4 separate regions of the Zea mays genome follow, and all the other regions are linked to region 3. Evidence: chromatin contacts called from public Hi-C data. All regions are on one chromosome and are shown on one strand. Each heading gives the region's core, a stretch centred on a gene start, on an enhancer-like site or on the middle of the called end of the contact. The rest is flanking DNA. Distances are from core to core; before and after follow the strand shown.

Region 1 (3,104 bases), core at 403-2,902, 200 kb after region 3:
CATTTCTTGAACCAAACAGCACCTTGGAGAAGTAGGAGAATAATATTTGATACATGCATAACCCTCTCTCTCGTTTCTACCGGCATATATGCTTCCTCTACTCTATTGTGTTCACCCAATCTGGCCCAACCACCTTGGCATTTTCCTTCCTGTGCATGTTGCTTCGTCGAGGCCCGCTTGGACCTATTTCTTGTCCGGCACATGCTTTCCTTGGTACAGACTTGCTCCCAGCTTGCCTTGGTGACGATTCGCTCACACCACGTTGTTCATTGTTTGGTTGAAGTGTCATATGAGTGTGGATGGAGAAGAGGGAGGAGCGTGTTCGCGTCTGATCATTTTGGTGGAGTGGGAGCATCCTAAATATCCTGTTCCGTTAGAAATCAACCATACACATCCTAAATCCCCTCAGGAATTCGAGGAATTCGGATCCAATCTAGGTAGTTTCAATAAAAATATATATAAAGGTTCAACCTCTGTAACCTGCAGTGCCTTTCCATGGTATAAAAACACAACTTGCAATGCTCATTTCTTTTTGTTTCTCACTTCTCAGCCGTGCATGCACGTTAGGGGCCTACGACCGGTCCTGAACATGTACATTAGGGGCCGCAAATCAAATTAAGAGCCGATTGCCTTAAGGGTCCTGAACATGTACATTAAGGGTCCTGAACACGAGAGGGACGAGATAGGAATGTCAAATGTGTGCGCGCCTAGCTCAGTAGCTCTACCACTGCCACCGACATGCTGTTCGCATATGCAATGCAGTACAACATCTGACAACGGTAGTACTAGCAAAAAGCAAAACAGACCAGATCGAACGGCCGAGGAAGTCATAACAACATCGATCGAACGGATCATTTCACCACTCCCAGAAACAGCAGGATCTGGAGGAAGATGTAGGACGCGCCCCCGATGGTGGCGTACTGCAGCTTGCTCTCCCCCTCCACATCTGCGAAATCGCCGTCCGCGCACTTGCTGAACCCGCCGGCGAGCCACGCCAGGTTCCTGTACCCGTCGTCGTGCAGCATCCTCACCGCGATCAACGACCTTGTGAGTTGAAATTTGAACACCACGAACGAAATGAGTAGTAACTTGTAACTTGTTGCACGCACGACCTAGCTTGTGAAGAATTAATGCGTAGTCTTGTCATTTTACCTGAGGCCTTCGCCACAAGCGACGAGAAGCTTGGCGTCCTTGCTGCCGTCGACGGCGGCGGCGACGTCGTCGACGAAGCGCTCGTTCATCTTGGTGAAGGCCTGGCCGGTCCAGAGCCCGATGTAGCCCAAGTGGACCCACTTCTTCAGCAGCGTCACGGGGCCCATGTCGTCGTCCCCCACGAACAGCGGCACGTGCACCGAGCCCCGCACGCTGGCGCGGGCGCGCTCCCACTCCGGCCGGACGTCCAGCAGGCGGAACCCCTCGCCGCCCAGCGCCTCCGCAGCGTCCCTCGGCCGCACGGCCCTCACCGCGCCCGACCGCACCAGCGCCTCGGCGCCTCCGGCCCACGACGACGTCGCCTGCGCCCTGACGCGACGTCGGGCCAGGCCAGGGGACGCGGGCCTGGTGCAGGTGGATGCGGCCGCCGCAGCACCCATAGCCATGCCCACTTCCACTTGCTGCTTGTCAATTGAGGCCTCGCTCAGTCGCGTTCGTTTCCATGTCACTCTTATCTGGATGATATTTCAGGTCCAATCCGCACCGTCGGTACACTGCACACTGCATCTAGGGCTGACAATGGGCTATACTTTTTGCACTATAAGATTTAAGGATCGAAGCGGGTTAGGATCGGGCTTTATTTCTAGTCATTTTTGAACTATAATTTATTTAGGGCCTTGACATTTTGTGAAGAACTATTTGGATCACGATCCATTACCACCCCTATCTGCATCTCATGGCCGTACGATCCGTCTTAATAGATGAGGCGGGGCTCGACGAGATCTCCGCTCGTTGATTTGCGTCCTAGCTAGTGGGGGCCACAGCCGAGAGGACGCTGGTATCGCTAGAACTCCTCTGCACGGCCTCCGACACCGACAGCTCCGCAGCCCCGTGCTCGACCCCTAAGCTCCATCACGGGCCATCTCTCGTTCTTCGTGGGCTTTGAATCGGTCCGGCCCGCCAAAAAGCCCATGCTCATTAGGCTAAATCGCCACGGAAAACGACCCAGCAAGCCATGTCTGGACCGTTAGACAGGTACGGAACCCAGCTCCGCACGGTCTAGTGGCACGTCGTGTCGTGGCTGCCCTGATGCAAATGGACCGTGCTTTGGCTGGGTTCGTGTCAGGTGACCCGTTTGTACATAGTTAGCGGAAATGCATCTGTACAAAAAAAACCCGGCATGGGACTCCTAATAACAGAGGAAAAAAAGTCGATTCTTATTGCAAACAAACATCGATCGACGCACATGACAGCATAATCGCTTTACGCTGCGGGACGCTACGCGAACTCGAAGCTCATGAGGACCTTGACGCTCTTGAACTTGAGCCCCTTGTGGTCGAACAGCGGCACGGCGCGGATCCCTGGCCGCAGCTCCGCCACAGGCAGCGCCGTCTGCCCGCCGAAGTCGTCTTCGTTCACGTCCTGCTCGTGCACCTCCACGCGGAGTACCGCGATCTCAGGTACGGTCAGCGGGAAGGCGAACTCTTCCTCCCACACCGGCACCCAGCTGTCCTCCACGGCTTTCGTCTTTCTCATCACCGAGTCTAATGGAACTCCGGCGATGCCAACCTGTTGGCGAACCGAACCAAATTAGCGATGCGCCCTCATGTTCCAGTCCTGGCGTGACTGCTTCGGACGATCTATAGGCATCGCTGACTTCTAAACGTTGGCACGGGCTCAACGAGTGAACAGACCTTTACATAAAAATCTGGAGGTGAGTATGAGTCGAAATGTGTCTGCTTGAAGTCCTTTTGCCAACCTTCCCCCATGTACACCTTGACCTGCAAACCGCTACCGAATCAACCCATTTCTGAAACCCAAAGAAATTTTTTTTAAAAAAAAAGAGAGAGAGAGAGAGGAAGAAACACACCATCTACCTTCAATGTTGCCTTCACCGGCAAATCTGCCTTCGAATCAAACACCTTTCCATCTGGACAAGTTTGCATCAAGAA
Region 2 (3,332 bases), core at 3-2,502, 240 kb before region 3:
GGCTGAGGCGAGCCACATCTGACTTCGTGGCTAGGCCCAATTGAAACACAGGTAACTTCCTTCGCGCATCAACTTGACCCGTGCTCGCCCACTGCGCTAGGGTTCACTCGCCTTTCGAGTTCACTCGCAGCTGCCGCGGCGGCTCTCGCCTCTCTCTAGGGTTCACTCGCCTCTCTCGCCTCTCCGGTCGGGCTGCGCGATGCAGGCCGGGTGGGCGCGGAGCCCCAGCAGCGCGTCGGCGTCGGCCAGCGCCGTGTCGTAGGCCACGTGGTGGGACTCCAGCGCCGGGTGCCTGCCCCGCAAGCTGCCGATCCACGCCGCGTCCTCCTCCAGGAACACGGTCCGCCCCCCGTGGTTCAGCGCCGCCCACATGGGGCTGTCGAGGCCCAGCCCGAACACCATGAAGTTGCAGGGCGCGTGACGCTGTAGCACGCGCAGCGCCACCCCGATCTCCTCAGACGTCTGCTGCGGTGTCGTGTTGGACGTGGCGTAGTGCACCAGCGCCTCCGCCACGGGCCGCGGCAGCGGCTCCGACGAGCACGAGGGCGATGCCGAGACAGGCGACGTGACCAGGGTGCGCGTGGCGAAGACGAGGAGGAAGCCGGCGAGCGCGGCGGCGAGGAGCAGGCGCAGCGCCACGCCAGCCTTGCCCTGCTGGAGGAGGGACGACATGGTGTCCCAAGCGTCAATGGCGAGCATTCTTTCGGGCCCCAGCGTCGACATCCCCACCGCTATCGACCTATTCGCACGGAAGGGCCTCAACAACTTCGAAATGGTCAGCCTCATGGGTACGTCGCCGCCGCCTATGCTACGTATTACGTTGCAATTAATCTTTACTAATTAATTCTTACAACTGATGCTGAAAGTTTTACCATGCATGACCCAAGTGCATGCCCTCTCCTCGGACTGGTCTTTTGACCTAGCTAGAACACAACTACTGTAATCCATCAGAAGGATCTGTTTCAAAATCATATTTTTAGTTCAAATCTGTTGTAATTCATCAGAAGGATCTGCTTACAATGTTCATGGTCATTTTTCTGTACTGGTAAGTTGCTCCTACTGTATCTGTATCTGACGGGGTATTACAAAGGATTACAAAGGATCTATTGTAATTTTTCTGTACTGGTAAGTTGCTCCTACTGTATCTGTATCTGTAAGTTGCTCCTACTGTACAGAGACCTGACGGGGTATTTTTCAAAATCTATTGTAATCTATGGGTGTAAATCATATTTAGATGATTGTAATTAGTTCAATTTATGGGTCAAAATCATATTTTTAGTTCAAACCTGTTGTAATTTGTTTAATAACGCTTAAAATTTTGAAATTTGGCGGGAACTGCATCCAACACATCAAAATTGGCGGTAACCCAATTGGGCCAAGCTGAAAAAATGAGAACCAAACAATGTGTCATATGGGCCAGATTTATTTTGACCAGGCAACCAAACATTTTAGGTTAGCTCATTACATGCGGCTCCCTTGAGTCTGGTCCTCTCACTGAGCCAGGCTTAGGCTGGACTAGGCAACCAAACATATCCTAGGTGGTTAAATGTAAAAAATACAAGAGATGGGCTCTTCGCGAATAGTCTGTCTCTACACGACTATCCATTTATAATGTTTCTTGTCAGTATTTATGATGTGATCATTTTAAAGACATCCCATTGTATGATGCAATTTATTAGGTGTCTCTTGTGCATAGAAAAACGATCAGGAGTCTCTAGGTGTACATGCCTTGGGTTACTAACTTGGTTTGGATTTGAGTAGCTTGTCTAAACATTTATCACCACTCATTAATATATACAATTTTGGTAGTATTAGCTATGTGTTTAGCATTTTAAGTTTTAATCAGCCATATTTTAGATTAAAATTTGTGGAAGAAAGAAGACTACCAATTGATCTAAGGTGTATTGAGTAAACTTTTGAAGCATGTATACCACTTGAAGTACCACTTAAACCACATTTATCCTCAGCATCAAGTATAGGTAGTCATACTTTTGTGAGATCACAATTTGGAGAGAGGTTTCTAGATACCTATTGAAAAATAAGCAATCTTAATTCTAGCTATTGCTTTGCTTATACATTCTAGCTTATAAAATAATTAATCAAACATTCATCACATAGGCAAGAAATATAGCACGTATTAACATACATACCAATTAACAACAAGTAAGATGCTAATTGATAAAATCACTGCAAATATAAGCAATCATATGGAAATACATATTTCTAATGCAACAAACAAGTTCATGAGTTTGCTGCCTCTATTTGTGTGTTTTCCCTTTGTAATTGACTATCCCTCCCTTTGTATAACATTGCCTTCGCTTTTATAAGCTTTTGTATAATCTATCATTCATTGTATATCAATTTTCTTCCCATTTTATCCCCTTTATAATTTTATCTCATGCTAAAAACTTCTCCCCATTATACTAGCTATGTATATAAACTTCTTTCCCCTTGTCATTAATTACTAAAGGATGGCAAGATGGACCATATAAAAACATGAGAGGTCCCATAGTGGCAGAGATGAGTTTTGAAAACTTCCTTCAAGGCAACAATTACTGCCACGATCATCTCGATGTAGGGTGAACTTATCATATACTTTTTCATAGTGGCTTGAATTAAACTATGTCCTTGAAACTTCACTCATTTTGCAATGGGTATCTTGTCAAAGTTGGGTTATACACTTAATATATCATATTTTAGTTCAAATGCTAGGTTTGCTTACTCATGAACAAGTTATATGCTATCACTATAAACATTCAATCATCAAAACAGTAGTGATAGAATATAACAAAATACTCATTTTATGCAATACATAACTCCTTAATGACTATATGTACTAATGAAATGCTCAGGTGTGTATGAATATGAACAATCAATTTTACCTTGATTGGTTGAAGAAGAGGTATGTCATTTATATGATGTGCATTCAGCTCATGTTAAGTAAGTCAAGAACGTTCAATTTATTCTTAAGCTTGCAAAACCTTGTTTCATCAAGTGGCTTAGTGAACGTATTGGCAAGTTGAGCTTTGGTACCCACACTTTCAATGTTGATATCCCCTTTGGCATTGTTGGATTGCAAATATAACGAGACACAGAGTGGTCATGAGTAAATCAATCCATCGTTCTTTATTGATAGAATGGTTGCTTATATAGAGGTACAAGGGGTGCGACGTACGAACATTTCCGTACGCTGAAGGGGTGTGATGAACATCCGTGTTCATTTGCCGATGACCCTTCCACAAAGGGTGGCTGTTGAGATCATCCCTTAACACTACTTCCCCTTGATCGAAACCAGCAATACATCCTTCAATTATATTTATTAATTCCTTCAA
Region 3 (3,129 bases), core at 370-2,869:
GTTCCGGAGTATAGAGGTACGAAGTCGTTTTACCCTCAATTTGTTATTGTTTGGATTGGTTCTATGTAAATAGAGTGACTTAAAGAAAAAAAAATCATATTGAAATGCTAAACTATTCAGTTTTTCAAAATCTCGAACGGAGCTGCTCTATCCTAACTGGCTATAGAACCAAATACTACCTTAGTTTGACACGAGAGACAGATCAAAATTGAAATGGTATTCTCTTCTTGTATATATATAGCCAGCCAGCCAGGTGAGTAGGTGACGGCCGGATCAAGCGTGGGAGCGCTGAGATGAGGGAGTGTTGCGCATAAGACACGTGCTATCTTCACTAGATAAATCATAAATGTAGCAACTTGAAAACATGCGAGGTGGAGGGTTGCTTCTACTCAATATCAGAACAATTTGAAAGTAAGGATAATAAAGAAGTTCTGAAGCTTAGTGTTTATATCTTGTTTTAGTCGTTAAGCTCTCTTTTGTGGTTGTTTTTGCTCTTCTATTTGGAGGCTCTGAGTCTAAGAAGGCTCATGTAACTTTTGGTAGATACAGAGAATAGATTTCATACCATTTATCTACAATATATAAATATAAAAGTAAACATGTACGAAATTAAACATAACACATCTGGTGGATTCTAATATAATATTGTGAGATCATGGCTAATAACTCCTACATACGTATATTTGTAACCTAGCTATTAACTCCCACACACACAGTTGTTGGCTGGTATGACAACTTGACCATTATGACTTGTGCTTCAGTTGACTATAAACTTACAGATTACTCTCCATCCCTCCTCATTTCGACATAAAATCTATGCGCATTCTTTTACTATACTTTTGTTGTGCATTGGGGGCTTGGGCGCGACGACCAATTGACCACTGACTTTTCTCCGCGAGGGAGGCGTCAGGCTGGCGTGTACACTGTTCTTGCTCCGACGCCTCAATGTCAGCGAGCTGGTATGGACTCGCTCCATGAGGATCGCGCATGTGAGAACACGAACATAACATGGTCAAATAAGTCCTTTACAGATTACCGAACAGAGGGAGGCTCGTTAAACACAGGAGGATAGCTAAACCATGTGACTCGTTCGTCAGATTTGGCTGTGGTTAACAGGACATCTGACTGCCTCTGTCAAAGACAGGACAGGGCAGGGGCGTTAAGTCCGTAACGAAGTATCGAGGCAAATCAGGTTAGTCTGTTATGCGTCAGATAGTGGAGAGGAATGGAATACGCATCTGATACATTGTGCAGTTTCGCACAGGAGTTGTAGTTTTACACGACAAGAACTTTTTAGACCAGCCAGACTAGTTATAGGACCAAGCAAAGGCAAAAGGAGTCAACACGAATTAAAAAGCAGGCAGGGCCGCCGGCGTCGAAGCTCCGTCCAGACCCGCAACGATTCACACGTGCATCAGCTGCTCCTCCTCCTCGACTCGCGTCCGACCGATGGGACCCACCCACATTCCAGCATTCCACCACAGTGCTGGTCCAGGTCCGAGTCCACCGCACCGCGTCCCTCCCGGTCCCGCCCCCCATCGCCACTCCGGCTCGCGCGCCGCGGTATAAAATGTATATTCTTGGATTAGCCTGTCCTGGCAAGCCCGGCCACCACCGTACACCCAAACCCCATCCCATCCCCCCGAACGCAGAAGATCCCGTGCCAACCAACGGCGGCGGCGGCGACGGTGTGTGGACTCTAGACTAGGAGCCAATCCAGGGCCATCCACCCGTAGCCCCGCCCCGCCCCGCTGCCGGCAATGGCGCGGCTCGTGCTCTCCGAGTGCTGCGGCCTCGCGCCGCTGCGCCTGCGCGCCGGCCGGGGCGCCATTGCGGCGCCGTCGCCCCCCGCGCTCTCCGCAGCGGCGGCGCCGGGCCGCCCCGCGCCCGCGGCCATCCACCGCGACTGGGCGCTCCGCGTCTCCGCGGCCACCCGCCTCACCTCCGCCGTCGAGGAGGACAAGAGGAGCTCCCCCCTTGGGGAGGGCGACGAGCACGTGGCGGCCAGCGGCGCCGCGGGCGGGGAGTTCGACCCGGGGGCGCCGCCGCCGTTCGGGCTGGCGGAGATCCGCGCGGCCATCCCCAAGCACTGCTGGGTCAAGGACCCCTGGCGCTCCATGGCCTACGTGCTGCGCGACGTCGTCGTCGTCCTGGGGCTCGCCGCGGCCGCCGCGCGCCTCGACAGCTGGCTCGTCTGGCCGCTCTACTGGGCCGCGCAGGGCACCATGTTCTGGGCGCTCTTCGTCCTCGGCCACGACTGGTACGCACCAATGTTCTGGATTGCCCTGTTGTTGTTTTTCATGGAAGCTTTGGACTCTGGTCTTTGACTTGTGCCGCATGTCTGCTGTTTGCAGTGGACACGGGAGCTTCTCGAACAACCCCAAGCTGAACAGCGTGGTCGGCCACATACTCCATTCCTCCATTCTTGTCCCCTACCACGGATGGTAGGATTACCCCATGTTTCTCATGCTTGTTAGTTTCTGTCGAGGATTATCGTTGATGTCATGGAACCACCTGCCTTTGAATGCCATTTTCAGGAGGATTAGCCACAGGACGCACCATCAAAACCACGGCCACGTTGAGAAGGACGAGTCCTGGCACCCGGTTCGTTTCCTGTCGCTCTCTCCTTTGTTGGAGCTTCACAAGTTACGCTGATGGTGCATGTCCATGAATGGTGCTTGATGGTTTCTCGGATTGTGCAGCTACCAGAGAGGCTGTACAAAAGCCTGGACTTTATGACTAGGAAATTGCGGTTCACCATGCCGTTCCCCTTGCTCGCATTCCCGTTATACTTGGTGAGGCTAAGAACATGTCTATCGATGACGCCTGAATTAGGCGAACAGACGTTTTTGTTTCATAGTGTTGTGGTCGTGCTAAATTCCTGCTCTGCGGGTTCATGTGTGCTATGTAGTTCGCAAGGAGTCCAGGGAAGTCAGGATCACACTTCAACCCAAGCAGTGATTTGTTCCAACCTAATGAAAAGAAGGACATCATAACATCAACGGCATCCTGGCTGGCCATGGTTGGTGTTCTGGCTGGTCTCACCTTTCTGATGGGTCCTGTTACGATGCTAAAGCTCTACGGAGTCCCATACTTTGTAAGAGCCACATTCCTTCTCTTCAGTCCCAA
Region 4 (2,929 bases), core at 118-2,617, 130 kb after region 3:
GGGATGAAGGGAACTGGAAGGCGGCTCAGATATGAAGAGAGACGAAAGCGAAACTGGGATGAATTGGATGCTGGCTGTCAGGCGCTATTTATAGTGCCGAATCCGCAACCAGATAGCTACCTTTGATCTTATCCGCCCGCGAAAATCTCGCGTTCAGTTTAGATTTTATAGCGATCGGTTAGGATTCTAAACTTAACAGCCAAGTAACCAAAAATTCAAACGGCAAAAGGAAACTGCGCCCCCGCAAGGCGAGGGGCCGGATTTCAGCGGACCATGATTTCGGCGGACCATTCACGCGCATGTCGTGCGCCCTTTGCCCCCGCCCTGGGCCGGCCAGGCGAGCGAGCGCGCACACGTGTGTGGCTCTCCACACTCTCTCCTCTCATCCATGACTTGGTGAGTGAGTGTGGCTTCCATATTTAAGCTAGCTCTACTCTACTAGAACTAGCAATATGGTGCTATTAGTTCCATCTATTCCCTAGCCATACTTATATGGGCTTTTGAGATTTTCCTGTGATTTATTTGATTTTCTCAAGTTGGGCCTAACCCATAAATCTTAACAACTCTGCATACAAGGCTCGCGAATTTAGATTCTCGTGACACCTAGATTATTCAGAAATTCAGATTCTCAAAAAAAAAGTTGTTTAGAAAAAATATACCAAACAGGCGCATAGATATGTAGCTCAAGCTTAGGAATGAAAAGAAGCTAGGTTACCTGTCCATGTGAAATTTGAAAAACCGATTGCCAAACAAAACATATTTGACTAACAAAAAATCCTACTGTGGCCGCAATTGGTGATGATCAGATGAAGTGCACAAATTGCAACAGGAGTGCTGTGTGTGGTGGTATACCTCCGTGACCACAAAATCCAAGAATGATTACATTACACAGACAGAGCTAACCTTTTTATATATATTGTACTACTATTTATTCTTTGAGCACGTGCTTTATTTTCCCTAGCCATGCATGTTGCTTTCAAGGCCACTAGCTAGCTAGTTGAAGTTTTATATTCAACACTCCAATGATGATCGCAAAGCCACAATGTCTCTCCCTTATCCTTTGATTTATAAAAGGGGGTAAAATACGGTATTATTATTACTAGACATCTCAGCTCTCTGGACCATCACGTGTACAATTGCGACCGCTATATATCAACAAATATATGCCATGAGTGTGCAAGTGTAAGTTGTGCACACAATATACAGGGCGGTTTTGTCTTAAGCCAGCAGCTCCCCGGCCGATGGCAATAAGCTGCTTCAACGGCGGCGCCGGCTGGCCGGAGCCCGTGGTGCGCGTCCAGGCTGTGTCTGACACGTGCGGCGACACGATCCCCGAGCGGTATGTGAAGCCCCTGTCGGAGCGGCCCCGGCTCTCACCGGCCTCCGATGGCAGCGGCCCGAATATCCCAGTCGTAGACCTGTCAATGCTAGACGTGGACGCGACATCCAGCGCCGTGGCGGCGGCGTGCCGGGAGTGGGGCTTTTTCCAGGCAGTGAACCACGGCGTCCGCCCGGAGCTGCTGCGCGGCGCGCGCGCGGCGTGGCGTGGCTTCTTCCGGCAGCCCGCGGAGGTGCGCGAGCGTTACGCGAACTCGCCGGCGACGTACGAGGGCTACGGCAGCCGCCTCGGCACCGCCAAGGGCGGCCCGCTGGACTGGGGCGACTACTACTTCCTCCATCTGCTGCCGGCTTCCCTCAAGAGCCACGAGAAGTGGCCTTCCCTGCCTTCCTCCCTACGGTAAAAAAAAAAAAACAGACACTGCACTGCATGCTTGCGCTCTATACTTGTATCGTCGACCAAGCTAGCACCGTTCCGTTCGGGCCCTAGTTCGTTGATCTCATTATGCATGCATGCTTGCACGGGACGTGCATGGTCGTCGTTGCAGGGGGGCAACGGAGGAGTACGGCGAGGAAGTGTTGCAGCTGTGCCGGAGGGTGATGCGGCTGCTCTCCAGCGGGCTGGGGCTGGAAGCCGGGAGACTGCAGGCGGCGTTCGGCGGAGAGGGCGGCGAAGGGGCGTGCTTGCGGGTCAACTTCTACCCGCAGTGCCCGCAGCCAGAGCTGACGCTGGGCGTAGCGGGGCACTCCGACCCCGGCGGCATGACCATGCTGCTGGTGGACGACCACGTCAAGGGCCTGCAGGTAAGGAGCCCCGACGGCCAGTGGATCGTCGTCGAACCCGTCCCCGACGCCTTCATCGTCAACGTCGGCGACCAGATCCAGGTACGCAATAATCATAATGGTCGGTCTTACATATGTGCACGTGGTATATACGTAAAAGAAAAAATCATGTCTCTTGGGGCAAAAAGAAAATAATAGACTGAATAGCGGTTATTATATTTCATAATAGAGAGAGACGATTGGCTAGTGTAATAACGACGTCGCATCGCATGTGCACCAATCTTATTAAGCCGCAAAGATATCCAGAAATTAAAAAAAACTAAACAACCAAAAGAAACACACTATATGACGAACGTAAAGACGGCGACACGTGTTCCCAGGACCAGCACGGCGGCATCAAGAAAAGAAGCGCTTCAAAACTGAGGCAGAGCGTCCCCGGATCTGATTGATCATATGTCAGGACTCAAGATTTGCGACAAAAGCATGGACCGATATGTACATATGTTGGACCATTTTTGTTTGGACATAAGCCATCCAACACATGTCCTTACCCACCAGGTACTAGTAGAATTTTCTTATGCCTTGTATCAAACTTCTAAAAATAATAGTTAGCAGTTAAAATTGGCTGAGAGATTTAGAATGAGTCAGCTAATTAATTGTTAGCTATACCTCTCAAATAGTTATTAGTTCTTAGCTATTTCAACCTACCTATATAATAACTTATTAACTAACTAGCAATTAGCTTTAGAGATTTAGAACAGAGCCTTAACATGCCAAAAATATTGCCCATACACAAAAAAAGAGGGAT

What was found. Hi-C and Micro-C count contacts between places; a contact is called where the count stands out from the background.
Region 1: a contact with region 3 is called in a Hi-C map of tassel, with 6 times the contacts expected there. The contact joins the promoter of LOC100283609 here to the promoter of LOC103644592 in region 3. A contact is called at or near these places in 4 of 25 Hi-C or Micro-C datasets (bundle sheath, ear, leaf and 1 more).
Region 2: a contact with region 3 is called in a Hi-C map of leaf, with 5 times the contacts expected there. The contact joins the promoter of LOC103644591 here to the promoter of LOC103644592 in region 3. A contact is called at or near these places in 5 of 25 Hi-C or Micro-C datasets (ear, leaf and tassel).
Region 4: a Hi-C map of bundle sheath shows a contact between it and region 3, with 2.8 times the contacts expected there. The contact joins the promoter of LOC100273620 here to the promoter of LOC103644592 in region 3. A contact is called at or near these places in 3 of 25 Hi-C or Micro-C datasets (bundle sheath, endosperm and leaf).

The regions. Positions count from the first base shown.
Region 1 is chr1:44,792,069-44,795,172 of Zm-B73-REFERENCE-NAM-5.0, forward strand. LOC100283609 (rhodanese-like family protein) reads right to left here and starts at 1,653. Exons shown (of 2, transcript NM_001156510.2): 1 at 1,153-1,653; 2 at 506-1,044. The coding sequence starts at 1,598. The coding sequence ends at 852. LOC100191466 reads right to left here. Exons shown (of 8, transcript NM_001136899.1): 7 at 3,030-3,104; 8 at 2,351-2,933. The coding sequence ends at 2,793.
Region 2 is chr1:44,356,833-44,360,164 of Zm-B73-REFERENCE-NAM-5.0, forward strand. It overlaps LOC103644591 (glucuronoxylan 4-O-methyltransferase 1), which reads right to left and starts at 1,253. Exons shown (of 1, transcript XM_008667775.4): 1 at 1-1,253. The coding sequence starts at 786. The coding sequence ends at 163.
Region 3 is chr1:44,595,978-44,599,106 of Zm-B73-REFERENCE-NAM-5.0, forward strand. It overlaps LOC103644592 (omega-3 fatty acid desaturase, chloroplastic), which reads left to right and starts at 1,620. Exons shown (of 8, transcript NM_001428412.1): 1 at 1,620-2,260; 2 at 2,355-2,444; 3 at 2,538-2,604; 4 at 2,703-2,795; 5 at 2,912-3,097. The coding sequence starts at 1,761.
Region 4 is chr1:44,728,519-44,731,447 of Zm-B73-REFERENCE-NAM-5.0, forward strand. It overlaps LOC100273620 (jasmonate-regulated gene 21), which reads left to right and starts at 1,368. Exons shown (of 3, transcript NM_001148036.1): 1 at 1,368-1,738; 2 at 1,887-2,223. The coding sequence starts at 1,425.